Linked DNA regions of Sus scrofa: region 1 is linked to region 2. A link is a contact called in public HiChIP or PLAC-seq data. All regions are on one chromosome and are shown on one strand. The core of a region is the stretch at or near the end of the contact, and the rest is flanking DNA. Distances in the headings are between cores, read along the strand shown. Region 1 holds the start of RAB11FIP1 (rab11 family-interacting protein 1). Region 2 holds the start of PLPBP (proline synthase co-transcribed bacterial homolog protein).

The links. HiChIP or PLAC-seq counts read pairs in DNA pulled down with a chosen protein or histone mark.
Region 1: a contact with region 2 is called in an H3K27ac HiChIP or PLAC-seq map of alveolar macrophages. The contact joins the promoter of RAB11FIP1 here to the promoter of PLPBP in region 2. A contact is called at or near these places in 1 of 5 promoter capture datasets (fetal liver), 16 of 47 Hi-C or Micro-C datasets (adipose tissue, blood, embryonic fibroblasts and 8 more) and 2 of 2 datasets of contacts at active chromatin or transcription factors (alveolar macrophages and skeletal muscle).

The regions. Positions count from the first base shown.
Region 1 is chr15:48,525,323-48,529,506 of Sscrofa11.1, reverse strand. RAB11FIP1 (rab11 family-interacting protein 1) reads right to left here and starts at 2,124. Exons shown (of 5, transcript XM_021076260.1): 1 at 1,668-2,124. The coding sequence starts at 2,044.
Region 2 is chr15:48,635,220-48,639,541 of Sscrofa11.1, reverse strand. It overlaps PLPBP (proline synthase co-transcribed bacterial homolog protein), which reads left to right and starts at 2,958. Exons shown (of 8, transcript XM_003133369.4): 1 at 2,958-3,249. The coding sequence starts at 3,151.

The DNA of each region.
Region 1 (4,184 bases), core at 875-3,374, 110 kb after region 2:
CCAGAGTGGGCACTAGCCCCAGAAACTTGGAATCCCCATCTCTGGCAGGGAGATGCGATCTATCTTTCAAGGGACTTAAACGTTCACATGAGAAACAGATGGCAGAGACCAACAAGAATATCCACACATCCTGGGATGGGACAAGACAAAGGGCAGCCTACAGCACCTAGTTGAAGCTGGAAAAGAAGCCAGTCCAAGGCCCCCAAATGTCATTTAAGCAAACAGAAAATGAGCACTGCTCCAGCCCCTGCTCGGCAGGCAGAGGCTGCTGCTCACCTAATGGCATGTAAGTTGATGCCATAAAGATACCCCATCCATCCTCATCTCAAGGCCCTCTATTTTTATCTGATTTGAGTTCAGAAATGCCTGTTCATCGTTGACCAGATAAGGAAAGCAGGTATTATGTGCACAAGCACCAGACAGAAAAAGGGCTCTGGTAATTTCAAATCCTCTGGCTTTTCTGTCTCCTTCATGAGGGAAAGTTAAAAATACTGTTTATATCTAAAATGCACAATGTGAATCAGAATGCCTCATAAACTGTAGGGGTTAGGTGGTAACATAACTGCACATTTAAAGGCCAGCAAAGTAACCAGGTTAAGCTAAGAAAGCGTGGCTAGGTTCTGGTATTTTAGATGAGCATAATCAAATGTTCCATTCCAAACACCGGTGAAAGAAACAAACAAATGGGTAACAGTCTGCAACCAACAGGGTTTTCCCCCCGCTTTCCCTGCTGGAGGGTGATTCATGAAAACAGAAGTCCTGATGGGGGTAGGGGGGGAGCTACGGGGGAGCAGTCATTCCCACTCCCACCCCCCACCCCCGTAGGACCAGAGAGAACCTGAGAAACTCCAGCGAGAAACAATGCCTACTCCCAGTTACTTGGCCAAGGGCAGGCCCTGGCTCCAGCCATCACTGGGAAATCCTTACTAATTTGGGGGCCAGGGCAAAATGGGTCAATATTTTTCGGTCTGAAAGTTAAACCAAACCGTTGTAGCATTCTTGGAGGAGGCGAGGGAGGGGCAAATTCTCTAGACCAACCCCTGACCCGGTGGTGAGGTGGGGCGGGGGTGGGGGTGGGGGACAGCCCTCCCAGGGCAGTCCTCATTCCCCAGCCTCCACCGCCACCCACCCGCATCGCAATGCCCCAACTCGGTCCCTGGGGGATCCTCTAGTGTCTGTGGGTTTCACTGCTCCAGTTAGCCCTTCCAGCGTCCTGGCCCAGCCATTTCCAGCTCAGTGTCCGGTACAATGAAATACCCAGGAGGCTTTCCACGGAATCCAAGGCGTATATCAAATATACACGCTACTCAACTAATAAGACAAGTTCGTCAGCCCACTGCTAGTTTCAATTCATCAAAAATTCATTAAGTGATTACGAAGTTCCAGGCGCTGAGCGCCCTCCTGCAGATTAAAAAACGCGGCAGGTACCTCCACCTCCGTTTTCAAAGAACCCACGTACTGGGAGAGCTGGGGCGGGACAGCCCAAGAAGAAGCTGAAGTGAGAATACTATTACTGGCCGAGGGGATCCCTCCCGAGAGGCCTCGTTCCGTCAGTCCCCTGGGGGGAGGTGGTGGGGGGACGGGGACACACTCTAAAAGGGTCTCACCGCCCAGGCCAAGCGTCCTCCCCGGCCTGCCCCGCTCCGGGTCCTCGCCCCCGCACTCACTGGGTCTTTCTGCGGCCCTGGTCCCGGTGCAGCTCCCGCAGGTCCACCTCGGCGCGGCCCAGGAACTTGTCGAGGCCGAGCAGCGCGCGGTGCAGCACGGTGAGCTGCAGGGTGGTGGCGGCGGCTGGCACAGCCTCGGCCGACAGCAGCGGCGGCAGCTCGAAGGTGGCCTCCTCCCGCCACACGGGCGCGCCCAAACTGCGTTCGGACACTGAGGTGGCGTACTTCTCCTTGCCCACCTGGATCACCGCGTACGCGTCGCTCGTGCCCCCGGGGCCCTTGGCCCGAAGACCCCGCGCCTGCAACACCGTCACCTGCACGTGCGTTGGGGACCATACGGGCCCTCGGCCCTTGCCCGCCGAGGCCGCCAAGGACATGGTGACGGCTGTGCGATCCAACCGAAAGTGAGAAGATAGCCGCGACGCGCGGCTTCCACAGCCTGCCCAGCCGCCCCGACCTCTTTAAGGCTTCCGGCCACGCCCCCTCCTGGACACGCCCCCTCCACCCGCCCCCACCTGCCGGGCGGGCCCGCCTCCGTCGCGTACGCGAAGCTAGGCTCTAGGGGCCCGGGTGGGGCTAGCGCTTAGTGGGCGGGGGCGGGGCTTGGAGAATTCCGGTCTGAGAGTTGGTAGGTGAGAGTTGGGGTCTTACTTGCCAAAGGTCGCATGGCTCAACCGGAACGGAACTGACCGAAGCAGAGACTGGGAATGAGACCTCATTTCCAATCTGGCCTCGTCCAAGTGGCAGGTGTGTGGCTTTGCACAGATTACTTAAAGCCTTGGAGTCTCAGTTTCTTTGTATGTAAAATGAGATAACAACCACCTCGTAGAATTGTTGCCAAAAAAATGTCACCTGGCCCAGGGCGAGTTCTCAGTAGAGGGTAGCTATGAAGGTGATAATGAATGCGATTCCGAATTCACTGCTCTTTCTACTTTGGTCGCTGGGGAAGTTACTCTGGAGGAAAGTGGGTCCAGGGATGGTGCCAGGTGGGTGGCTAAGGAGGAGGATTTTTGATGGCTACCTCAAAAGGGGAAGGTAAAGGAAGGGAGCACTTGAGGTGGTGTGGGAGTGTTCTATTTTGCCGCGCCTTCACCAAAAAAGGTGAAGCCAAGAGGAGGGAAGTCAGAGAAGGGAAGGAAAGGAGGAACTGAACGGGATTGCCAAATGGACCTCGGGAGCAGAGGCCCTTCTCCCGCAGTTCCCTCTTTCTCAGGTCTGGACCCTCTGCAGTCTCTCTTCACCCTCTGGGCTCCCAGTCAGGCACCTCCTTGTTCCCAGGGTCCATTGGATGGGCGATGCCCTTCATTTCCTGTATCCTACTTCAAAGGTTCAAATATTGATCAACAGATTGCAGAGGTCACTTTGAAGGGTTTTAGGTTTTACAGTTAAGGAGAGTCCTGGAGCAGATAAGTGATTCGTTCAAGGCTCTACAACAGAGCCAGGACTAGAACCCAGGTGTTCTGACTCCCATGCAGTCTTTCTATTGCATCCTTTGATTCTTCCAGATCCTCAGAGCTCCAGTCTCGGGTTGCTGTCAGTTTCCCGCCAGATCTCTAGATTCCTCTCCCTCCAAGCCACACTACACACAGCCTGCTCCAAATCCTACCATGGTGCCTCCCCACCAACCGCATTAACTTCAGTCTTGAAAGAGATTCAAGGCATTCCTGTCTGGGGCCCACTCTGACTCACTTCTCTATCTCCTAGACAAACTATAGCACTGATAATCTGTCCCATCTGTCCCACGGCTGCCCTGCCCACCTTTGCCAACCCACGTCCTACCCCCTGCAAGGCTTTACTCAGATTTCTCCAAGGTTTGGCTTCCCATAGCCCTCTTCAGGGCAGAACCACGTGCTGACTTGTCTCCTCCAGAGCCCCTGACACAAACCTGGACACACAGTAGGTACTGAAGAAGTGCTATGGAATTGAAGAGTTGGCAGGTTATCCCACACTACCATAAGTACATAGTGTTTCTTTTACATCAGATATTAGAAGACTAAAAAAAAAATTTATTTTTTAGATCTTTTTTTAGGGCCTCACCTGCAGCATATGGAAGTTCCCGGCTAGGGGTTGAATCAGAGCTGTAGCTGCCAGCCTACAACACAGCCACAGCAATGCCAGATCCAAGCCACATTTGTAACCTATGCCACAGCTCACGGAAATGCTGGATCCTTAACCCCCTGAGCGAGGCCAGGTAACAAAACCACATCCTCATGAATACTAGTCGGGTTCTTAACCCACTGAGCCACAACAGGAACTCCAAAAAAAAAAAAAAATTTAAGAAATTAGAAAATAGGGAGTTCCCATAGTGGCTCAGCAGTTAACGAATCTGACTAGTAACCATGAGGTTGCAGATTTGATCACTGGCCTCACTCAGTGGGTTGAGGATCCAGTGTTGCCACAAGCTGTGGTGTAGGTCACAGACAAGACTTGGATCCTGAGTTGCTGTGGCTGTGGCCGTGGTGTAGGCCGGAGGCTACAGTTCCGATTGGACCCCCAGCCTGGGAAACTCCACATGCC
Region 2 (4,322 bases), core at 1,709-4,208:
GGGCCTTAGACTACAGAGGTAAAGGTTTTAAGTTTGACGGCATTAAATGATAAGTATACTAGATTTTTATAAAATTGTTTATAAAATCGGTTCCCCTGGGTATTTGGCTTTCTAATCTCTTTTCCCCTTTGTCCTTGCAAACTGTTGGAACAATTTTAAGTCAATTACCAGTGATGAGGTGATTTGGGACTTTTATTTTTCAAGGATTAGGTAGTAGGGAAGGGTGAAAGTTTAAATCAGATGGTTGACATCCCAGGAAGGGGAGGAGAAGAAACTAAAAAAGAAAATAAAGAGGAAAAAACATAATAAAATTAATTCAAAAGCACAGCTAAGAGAGTTCCCGTTGTGACTAGTTAACCCGACTAGTTAACCGTGAGGATGCAGTTAGATCCCTGGCCTCCCTCAGTGAGTTAAGGATCCAGTGTTGGAGTTCCCGTCATGGCTCAGTGGTTAACGAATCCAACTGGGAACCATGAGGTGGTGGGTTCGATCCCTGGGCCTTGTTCAGTGGGTTCAGGATCTGGGTTGCCATGAGCTGTGGTGTAGGTCGCAGACATGACTCAGACCCCAAGTTGCTGTGGCTCTGGCATAGGCTGGCAGCTACAGCTCCGATTAGACCCCTAGCCTGGGAACCTCCAAATGCCACGAATGCGGCTCTAGAAAAGACAAAAAAAAAAAAAAAAAAAAAAAAGGATCCAGTGTAGCTGTGAGCTGTGGTGTAGGTCACAGACGTGCAGATGTGGCTTGGACCTGGCATTACTGTGGGTGTGGTGTAGGCCTGAAGCTGCAGCTCTGATTCCTGATTCAACCCCTAGCCTGGGAACTTCCATATCCCAAGGAAGGAAGGGAAGGAGGGAGAGAGGAAGAAAAGAAAGGAAGAAAGAAAAGACAACCTCGAGAAAAAACTTTAGCTCTTTTCCCACCATAAGAGCATCTCATTCATTAAGTAGAATTACTGTGTGAGAACCAACAGTACAGACAAGAGTACTTTCCTTAACAAAATCAATCTCTACTTGTCCACAGCACCTACCATTTCACCATCTGACTATTAAACCTCGGGTTTTACTATGTTAACCTTTGTATTGTTTGGCTCCTCCCATTTGTGATTTTCATATTGCCCAGAGCAGGTTACACAGGAAACTCAAGAATTGGGCTCTGTGCCAAGCTCAGGCTGGACTAAAGCTGCCTGTGCTGGCCTCCTAGAAAGCAGCACTTGCCACCAGGTGGGGTACTGACCAGCTGCAATGCCGCCAGTCCCAAATGAGGAAAAGTCCAAACTACACACTGGGTTACAATTTTTAAAAACTCAAATATGGAGTTCCTGTTGTGGCTCAGTGGTAACGAATCCGACTAGCATCCATGAAGATACAGATTCAATCCCTGGCCTCCCTCAATGGGTCAGGGATCCTGCGTTGCCGTGAGCAGTGGTGTAGGTCACAGACTCAGCTCAGATCCTGCTTGGCTGTGGCTGTGGCTGTGGCTGTGGCTGGCAGCTGTAGCTCCCATTAGAGCCCTAGCCTGGGAACTTCCATATGCCACCGGTGCAGCCCTAAAAAGCCAAACAAAACAAAACAAACCAACAAAAACCACCTCAACTGGAGTTCCCATAGTGGCAAAGCGGAAAGGAATCCGACTGGGAACCATGAGATTATGGGTTAGATCATTGGCCTCGCTCCGTGGGTTAAGGATCAGGCGTTGCCATGAGCTGTGGTGTAGTTTGCAGATGCAGCTTGGATCTGGCGTTGCTGTGGCTCTGGCATAGGCTGGCAGCTACAGGTCAGATTAGACTCCTAGCCTGGGAACCTCCATATGCCACCAGTGCAGCCCTATAAAGACAAAAAGACAACAAACCTCAACTATCTCATTAACTTTTTCTATTGGTTATGTTTAAACTTTACTTTGGGTATATTGGGCTATAGAAAATGTATTCAGGGAGTTCCCATCGTGGCGCAGTGGTTAACGAATCCGACTAGGAACCATGAGGTTGCGGGTTCGGTCCCTGCCCTTGCTCAGTGGGTTAACGATCCGCCGTTGCCGTGAGCTGTGGTGTAGGTTGCAGACGCGGCTCGGATCCTGCGTTGCTGTGGCTCTGGTGTAGGCCAGCGGCTACAGCTCCGATTAGACCCCTAGCCTGGGAACCTCCATATGCCGCGGGAGCGGCCCAAAGAAATAGCAAAAAGACAAAAAAAAAAAAAAAAAAAAAGTATTCATTAATTTTTCTTAACTTTCTGTGCCTATTAGAAAATTTTATTTATTTTTGTTTTTTGTCCTTTTAGGGCCGCACCCACTGGCATGCGGAGGTTCCCACGCTGGGGGATCTAATCCGAGCTGTTGCTGCTGGCTTACACCACGGCAACACCAGATCCAAGCCGTGTCTGGGACCTACACCACAGCTCAAGGCAACACCAGATCCTTAACCCACTGAGCGAGGCCAGGGATCGAACCGAAACCTCATGGTTCCCAGTCGGATTCGTTTCCACTGCACCACGATGGGAACTCCTAGAAAATTTTAAATTACATGTTCGGATCACATCATATTTCTATTGGGCACTGATCTAAAGGATAACCAGAGGAAAATAATTCGGTACATTGGGATCCTACCATGTTCTTCAGAAACAATTTTCTTTTATATATTTTTAAATATTTATTTTTGGCCACACCCGCGGCCTGTAGAAGTGACTGGCCAGGCACCAAACTTGGCCACAGCTGTAACCGGAGCCACAGCAATGACAAAGCGGGATCATTAACCCGCTGAGCCAGGAGGGAACTCTTTTTCTATGCCTTCTCCTCTCCCCAAAATCATCTGAGATAAAAGCCGTTATCTCCCACAACTGGGAAGAGGACCTAAGGGACCTCTCCTGCCCCCTTCTGTCCCTCAACTGCGTCTGCGGGCTACGGCTAGGTGGAAAGCCCCGCCCTCCGGCAACCCCGGAAGTACGTCACAGCCCCTCCGCACCCGAGTGCCCCGCCCCGCCTCGCGGCGACCTCCCCAAGATGGCACACCTAGGGCGGGGCCGCCCCTCCCGCCCCTCCCCATACTGACGATTGGCTGAGACGAAGACGGGCAACACGGAGACGTGAGCTGGGCGGGACCGGAAGGGGATTTAGCCTCGGGTGCCCGGGTACGGGGCTGGAAGTCGGTTCTGTGGAATGTGGAAGGCTGGCAGCATGTCGGCGGAGCTGGGAATCGGTTTCGCTCTGCGGGCAGTGAATGAGCGCGTGCAGCAGGCGGTGGCGCGACGGCCGCGGGTAAGAAAAGGGACCTCGTGGGGACGGTGGGCGGCCGCTTGGAGGAGATGAGACGCCTGCGTGGGAATGGGTCGTCACGGTGACGCAGAGGGGTCTCCCCGCAGGAGCGAGAGCTGGCCGCCGCCTTGGCTTTGGCACGGGTTGCCGAGACCCCAGGAGGCTGGTAAAAGGATTCCTCAGCATCTGTCAGGTTTTCTGGAGGTTGGCTTAGTTGGAGCAAAAGGTATCGCTACCCCGGGAAAATGACTGATCTCCAGGCATCGCGACCATTTACCCATCTGGCTTTGTGTCGGGATCAGCCGCCTTGGCAGAGGGGAGAGGGATCAGGCCTGCACCCAGAGGCTGCAGAAGGGGATGTCCACTGCAGGAGTACCCAAAGGAGGCCAGATCTGCCGAGATCACGTGTGTGGCAGCGTCCCAGATAGTAGATGCACAGTAAATGTCAGTTCCACCCGAAAACGAAGGAAAGGGTGGATTGGCCGTACTTGGGTGACACTAGAGCTGCACTTGTGCGTTTGGGGCAGGAGGGAACTAGACATCCATTCCCAAGCAGTTTAAGATGAGATTTTTTTCCCCCTTATATATAGTTGGTATCTTGGAACTTACTTAAAGGTTACCATCTGCCCCTCCTCAGTGCAAGTTTAAGCTGAAAGGTGTGGTGTGAGACATATTTGAATAGAGAGATCAAAGTTTTCTCTGATTAAGCATTTAGTGTCAGAGCTCAGCTGGCCTGGAGACAGAAGACCTGTATTAGTATAGCTTTTTCTGGGCTGTTAATTAGGTATTATTTTAAACAAGTCAGTTAGTTACTCTAGCCCTGAATTTCCTCCTTCCGGCATTAATGATCCTCCAAGAAAAAGCTAAGCTAGAGATTCCCCTAAGAAATATCGCCCTGGGGAGTTCTCCCAACATAACTTACGCAGATGGGCTACCTGTTCCACTTTTTTTCCCTAAAGACTGTTACCTCATAATTCTAGGAAACATGACACAGTCTCATAAAAAGTCAGCAGTGCAGCCCTCAGAAGGAAGGGGAAACTCTGTTAATTGATCTTACTCTTCAGACCCTTTGAGAA